Linked DNA regions of Anas platyrhynchos: region 1 is linked to region 2. Evidence: chromatin contacts called from public Hi-C data. All regions are on one chromosome and are shown on one strand. Each heading gives the region's core, a stretch centred on a gene start, on an enhancer-like site or on the middle of the called end of the contact. The rest is flanking DNA. Distances are from core to core; before and after follow the strand shown.

Region 1 (3,107 bases), core at 343-2,842, 42 kb before region 2:
GTGCGAGCTGATGGGCAACACGAGCAACTCATTGCAACAGTGCCTACCTAGAGCTAACCTACTCCATATCCTATGAAGAATTGAAGGTGGCAGCAAACCATCCTGCTGCCAAAAAGCAAAATTTTTAGCACGAAACCTGGAGTTACCGAGCTATGCTTTTCGGACAGCACCATTTTGTACAAGCCCTAGCAAAAGGAAGCAGTTCGGTATCTCTTCCTGTAGGCTCCCTATGTTAAATCATCACATTCTTCAATGCAGAGGCATTTATTGGGTGGTGGGTTATTAATACGAGCCAAAATACGCGGCTTTTTGGCACGAAGAGGGTTGGATGCAAGTGGCCAGCATTGCTAGCAAACTAGCAAGCCCCCTCAAGCATAAGATCCCCAATTCAAAGGGTTTGGCAGGTACTCGAGTCTTCAGCAGCTACATATGGGAAGAAGCTGGGTTTATGTGTTTGAGAAGCAGGAAGCCATCTTCTCACATGACGCTAGTCTCAATGACAACTGAAAACATACACACAGTTTTTCCAGCCTCCAGAATGCAGCCAAAAAGACTGGTGAGAGGATTTCAAAATAGATTACATAATGGAGGAATTTCCTCTCTGCAGAGCTGTTACACAAAAGTAAAGAAAAAAGAAAAGAAGAAAGAAAACTTGAGCAGCTTCTGGTTTTGCAAAGCCTTTTCTCCTCCTTTTTTTTAAGGTTTGCGATGAATTAATACCTTTTTAAGATTGGTGAGAAGCTTCAGGAAATACAGGAGATATTTCTCTTTCCTTCTGGTTTTGTAAAAACCTGACATTTGTTAAAAGTGGTGTTTTGCTATCTTGATATAACTTCCAATACTTACAAAACAGTAACATGAGCTGTAAATCCATGGAACAACAGCAACGCCAAGCAAGGCTGAAAACTGCTCTATCTATTGACTTCTGGTCCCAAGCTCCTCAACAAAACATTTAGCAGTTAGGTTTCTAACCAAGCAAGGAGCAATTTATTAGCTCAGCCAAACTATGGACGGCTTATTTAGTTACAAGCCGTCAAGTGAAATGTTGTCACCGATAAAAGTCATTTCTGGTATTTATAGAAGAATTTATGATAGGAAAAGACGTTCCACAAAGTATGAGTATGCAACTGGAGTCCAGACGACGACATCGTTCAGAAGGATGTTAAAAAAAATCAAAAACCCTTTCTAATATTGATGACATTTGGACCAGTCACAGTCATTATCCCTGAATTGAGACAAGCAGAGGTTAATGCTGTCAACATCACACGAAGACGCCAAACGGGCGCTCTGGCTTGGGTCTCAGTTTGAAAGAAACTTTTCTTTTTAGTGAAAGTTGTAGATAATTGAAATTCTACTGTCCTTTTTCTTTCAGGTTTTCCCTTTCTCACCAACTGTTTGGCTTTGATGCCTCATTAAGTAAGCCAAAGACATTTTCTGGGCTTTGCGTTCTGAATTTTGGAATACGTTCTTCAGATTGGAGGGGACAAAAGCATTTTGTCATTCTTGCTTGACAGCTCTCCGCTACGAACACAGGGTTTCACTGAATGAAATCATAGGCCCACGGGAACCGTGAGCAACGACTGAAGCCCCAAAAGCTGCGTCAAAAAGGGGAAAAGCCACTTCTCCTAGCAGCCTGTGGCTAACCACTCTCATTCCAGCAGAACTATTCTCATTTCCAGTCTGAATTCGTCTGGCTTCAATTTTCAGACAACGGTTCCTGTTATGCTTTTTTTTTTTTTTTTTCTGCTACATTAACAACTCCTTTACCATAAAATATTTTCTTCCCTTTAAACACACTCTTCTATGATGCTCAAGTCATCTTTCGGTGGAATTCTTTAAGTCTCTCGCTGCATGGCATTTTCCTCAAGCCTTGAATAATTTCCATAGCTATTTTCTGTACTCTACAACACCCCTTTTAAAACCAGCAACGTCTGAAACATATGCCACAGTCTCACACTCCCCTCGCTGCTGAATACGGAGATAAATGGTCATTCTGCCTCTTTTCCCATACACACACAACTGCCCTGAGTGCCTGACTTCTCTCGTTTGTCCAGATTAAGACTCACATTCTTGTTAGCTTCTGCATTCCAGGACACAGATACCATTTTCTGCAAGTGTGGCGTGATTTTTTCCTAAAAATATACATTTGCCACAACTGGCTGCATTGGAGTGATTTATTTCTTTGCCTGTGTCCCACTTACCAGTCAATCTCTGCAACATCTACATATGTTAATCAACAGCAATTTATGACTACTTACAAATCACTGATTAAAAAAAAAAAAGACTAAGCACCTATCCTTGAGGACCAATTTCTGGGATCTAACAATGTTTGAGAATTGCTTTAACTCCTTTTTAAGTGTTATCCTCCCTTCTTTCAAAGGAAAAAAAAAATCCCAAAAACAATCAGCAGAACTTACCTCAAAGGAATATTCAACATTTCTCTCATTCTTCTTGTGTGCCAGTCCCTTTAGCTCCACTTTTTCAACACTCACTGTGGAAAAGCAAAGAGATAAGAAGGATGAGGAGGATGTTTTTAGCTGCATGCAGAAGGGATTATTCGAGCTAGGGCCAGAACTCGGCTGGCGGCAGTGCTTCAGGTGCACACTGGAGGGCAGATAGGGAAGGTGATACCCATTGAACCTGCTTTCCATTCCAGCTTTAGGAAGGCTTAATTTCCACCACCACCCAAACAATAGACCAAGTGCAAAGCTCTTCATTTCCTCCTGGCCGTATGACAGCACTCACTGGCACGCCACCAGACCCGACACAAGGGGATGGGTTTGTCTGAGCAACGTCACGTAGCAAACAGCATCCCGCTACGGGGAACCTGACGCATGGCCGGTGAAAACCGTGTTTTCAGGGGCTGGTTTTACAAGTTTAGTGCTTTTTTATTGCTCCGTTGACATCAGGGCTCCTCCTTGAGTGCAGGTTGACGGGAAACTTCGGCCTCAATTATTGCTATTTGTGGAAGTTGTAAGCAAAGCCAGGATCTTCCAGAGGGCAGGGCTGCACAGCCCAGACCCTGCTGCCTCCATCTCCACGTGTGTGCAGCCTTTACAGACACAGCCCTCGGCGTCAGGTCTTTGAAATGCCACCTCCTCGCAGCC
Region 2 (3,473 bases), core at 219-2,718:
ATAACTCCGGAACGACGAGCAAAATGGGAAAACTGGGATTGGTTCGCGGGCAATTCATGAATAGGAAAAGAGATGAAATTAGCTGAATGAACTGTTCATTATGCATTATTCAGCCAGCTGTACTAATTAGTGCCTTAAGGACTGTTCCTGTTCCCGCTGCAGCCAACTCCAGATCTCCTTTTGATTTCAGTGGGAGCAGGACAGAGCCCCCAGAGAGTGGGCCTGGTGCCTGCTTCCTCTGCAATTCTTTATTTATTTATTTTTATATTTTATTTATTTTTACTATTGCTTATCAATTCCAGCTTTTTTTTTTTTTTTTTTTTTTTTTTTATTAAGAGGGCTAATTCCAAAATGTCTTGCATGAGCATCACTTAATTGCAGTAAAGAAAAGCAGCAGCAATCCCGTGTGTCTTGTGCCTGATGTGTTTTCTGAAGGTTTTTACGTCCTTGGCTTTGCTTTTACCCAGGCTAGGTGGTACCGAAGAGCACAAAATCTTGAAAACCCTTTGGAAAGCATGAATCAACCCAGAAATGTCACTAGGTCAGGAGGTGCAGCAATTAAATGTTTGCGTTCTGAGCCCAGAACTCACAGCCAGCCATTTATTTTTTTATTTTTATGTATTTTTTCTTCATAAGAAGAACGTTTGTGGTGTCGCTTTCCCACCAAAACCTTCTCCCGGTGCAGTTTTGCTCTGAATGCAGCACATTTGGGTCCGAAGGGATGGCACCGAAGTGAATTTCCCCCATCCCATGTCCCCCCAGCCCCAGGCAGACGTGACTTCTCCAGGCAGAGGACTGCCACCCATTTACACACAGGCACGTGAAGGATCCCCTGGATTTTGCCCAAGCCCATATTTGTGCCAAAATACTTTTCCTCCCGGTCCTTCTGCTGAGCGAGCAGCAGCAGGGCAGCTCCTCGGGGCTGGAGGTGGGTTTCTGCCCCGGCCGAGGTGGAGCTGCTGCTGGGTTCCCTCCCAGCAATGCCCTAAAATCCCCTAGCGGGGAGGGAGCAGAGGATGCTCCACCAGCTCAGCCTGGAGGAATCTCCTCAGCCCCACTCCTTGGGCTTCTCTCCACAGACTGCCTAAAATGGATATGAAAGAGCCTCGGAGAGGAATTTATTTTCTTCCTAAGACCATCCTTAAAATAACAAACAGAAGAAAACTGGTGACACGCAGTACATCTGTTTGAATAACACGGACCTTCTGTCTGCAGCAGAGGAAACTCCAAATAACTCTTTGATTTGTGTTTCCTTTCTTCTCCTTCCTCATCTCCTCCTCCTCACTACTGTATACAAATCTGTTCCGCGAGCTCAGAGCCACCACTTCTTTCTCCCCTGACAAGCCTGTTTTCATGCCATGTGAGAGTTATTTAATTTCCTCCCCGCTTCGAGCACAGCTAATATTTATCTTCCCTTGTGGGATTGCGTCTCTGCTCGGAGGCGGATGTCAGGGGGTAAGGACAGCCCTGCCTTGGATCCGAATTCCTGCCCTCTGACTGTGTCTCGGGGAATAGCATCATCCCCTGCAGGCAGCGGGCCTGATTCAGAGAATTGAGTAGGATTTAGGTCTGTGTTTAAAGTTAGCAGGCGTAGAAACCCCTTTTTTAAATAGGGGCAACACCTAACGCCGAGGCAGCGCAGCTGCTGGTGTGCCAGGCGATGTTCAACGGGGATAAGGCCATTGAGGTCTGGCCTTTTGCTGGCTGCTGCTTTGCTCCCCCAGAAGCAGCGAGGCCGTGAAACGATGGCTAGAGGCCACTTCTTGTTTTTTAAGAAATCCATTTTGGGGGCAGAGGTGAAGCCCGAGTAAGGCAGAGATTGCAAGGCACCGCTCCCACCGATTCTGAAATCACGGGAACAGGCAGGATCTCACCGCGTGGCTTTTCCTTTGTTCAAAGCTGCCGTGTGTGCCGAGCGAGGAGCCACATTTTCCTCATTAAATGTGCTTCCTTTCGGCACCGATCCTTTCCCTTCGTTACCACAAGGCGTTTTTTTTTTTTTTTTTTTCAGGCCCTCAGAGCTAATATCACAACTATGGATCTGGGGTTTATTTATAGCCCTCGGCTCCGCCGAGCGCTGTGTGTCTTGTTGCTGTGGAAACTGGGATTCTCAAAGTAAAAGGCTTTTAAAGGGATTTTTCAGAAGCGACCTGCTGGATTCGAGTACTAGCTTTCACCTCCAGAGCTCTGTGTTCGGCTGTGCCTCAAAGTTACCAGCAAAACACGTCCCGTGCGCTCCCCTGGGGACGCCGGTCCCCTGCAGCGCGCTCAGATCCCGCACTTGGCCCTGGTTTGTGCTCTCTGCTGTAAGGCAGATGTGCGGGGAGCCACGGGCACGTTAAAACCTGCTGCCGGCAATGCCACATTCGCCAGGCTCGGGGCACTTTGCTTTTTTCTTTCCCTGTCGTTGTTTTCCTGGAGTTTTTTTTGCCAAGGGAAATTCCGCCTTACGCGTGGCTACGTCTGTGAACCTCTCCGCAGCCAGCTTTGAGACCGCTGCGGGTGGATGTTTCTTGGAAATCAGATTTTACTGCATTAAACAGTGATCTACTTTATATTATTTATCTCCGGGCATGGTGTGAACAGGCTGCAGTCCTACTGATGCTCTGCATCCTCTCTCGGCAGGGCAGCGGCGGGCAGAGCTGCACTTGGCCAGGCTTTGCCGGGCAGGGCGCTGGCTGAGCGCTGATTTAAAAAAAAATAAAGAAAATTCAAGCAGTAATTCTGTTTAGAGCCCAGTTCAACATGGGCAGAGATACGAGGTGCATCCAGGATGCCAAGCTTGGAAAACCAACCCCAAAAATGCCACCCTACTGATGCGGCGAGGGAAGGGGGGGACGACGGGAAGGCCGGGGCACGTGTCTTAAATTCACAAACAAGGCACAAAATGTCAGAGATGATCAGCTATCGCCTCGCATTTCCATAAGTAAAGCAGCAATCCCAATGTGTGCTGGCTGACGGGGCTGGGGGCTGGCATGGGGCAGCCTCTCCTTCCCCTGCGCAGCCCTGACATTTGCTCAGCACATCTCACGGGTCCGCGCTGCCGTGGGGCGCATCGAGCCCTCCAGGAGCTCTTACCGGGATATTCAATTAAAAATAGAAAGGCAGGAGCCAAGAATACTCGCAGGCCGGAGGAATGGCAATTCAGTGACTTGTCTTTTCCATTAGAGGGTGCCAGGAACCTACTGTTGCTGCACACCCCAGAAATCATGGGGAACGTGACTTTGCCCTGTACATTGCGGGACCAGGCAAATCCGTGCCCTTTTTGGGACCCGCTCCTTGTGCTGCCCGGCCAAGCCAACAATTCAACTTTCAGGGTGAAATGCAGGCGGGGAAGAGCTGATGGGACAGCTGTAACTTGAAATAAATGCAATGAGAAGCCTTTCTTGCACCGCCATGTATGATTGGGGCATCAGAGGGGTCTTTAATAGGCTTCATTTGGGGCTGGAGAAAATTGGTTGAAGTCCAGGAGG

Evidence for each region. Hi-C and Micro-C count contacts between places; a contact is called where the count stands out from the background.
Region 1: a contact with region 2 is called in a Hi-C map of liver, with 5 times the contacts expected there. The contact joins two enhancer-like sites. A contact is called at or near these places in 4 of 8 Hi-C or Micro-C datasets (F5 follicle, liver, skeletal muscle and 1 more).

What each region holds. Positions count from the first base shown.
Region 1 is chr12:2,501,381-2,504,487 of IASCAAS_PekinDuck_T2T, reverse strand. ZCCHC14 (zinc finger CCHC-type containing 14) reads right to left here. Exons shown (of 13, transcript XM_027466672.3): 3 at 2,418-2,491. Among named protein-coding and RNA genes, the nearest start is that of MAP1LC3B, 25 kb to the left of the region's middle. Within about 2 kb of position 1,592, at least 2 of the 8 cell types and tissues checked have an H3K27ac peak or open chromatin away from gene starts, as enhancers often do.
Region 2 is chr12:2,458,731-2,462,203 of IASCAAS_PekinDuck_T2T, reverse strand. No RefSeq gene overlaps it. Among named protein-coding and RNA genes, the nearest start is that of ZCCHC14, 6.8 kb to the left of the region's middle. Within about 2 kb of position 1,468, at least 1 of the 8 cell types and tissues checked has an H3K27ac peak or open chromatin away from gene starts, as enhancers often do.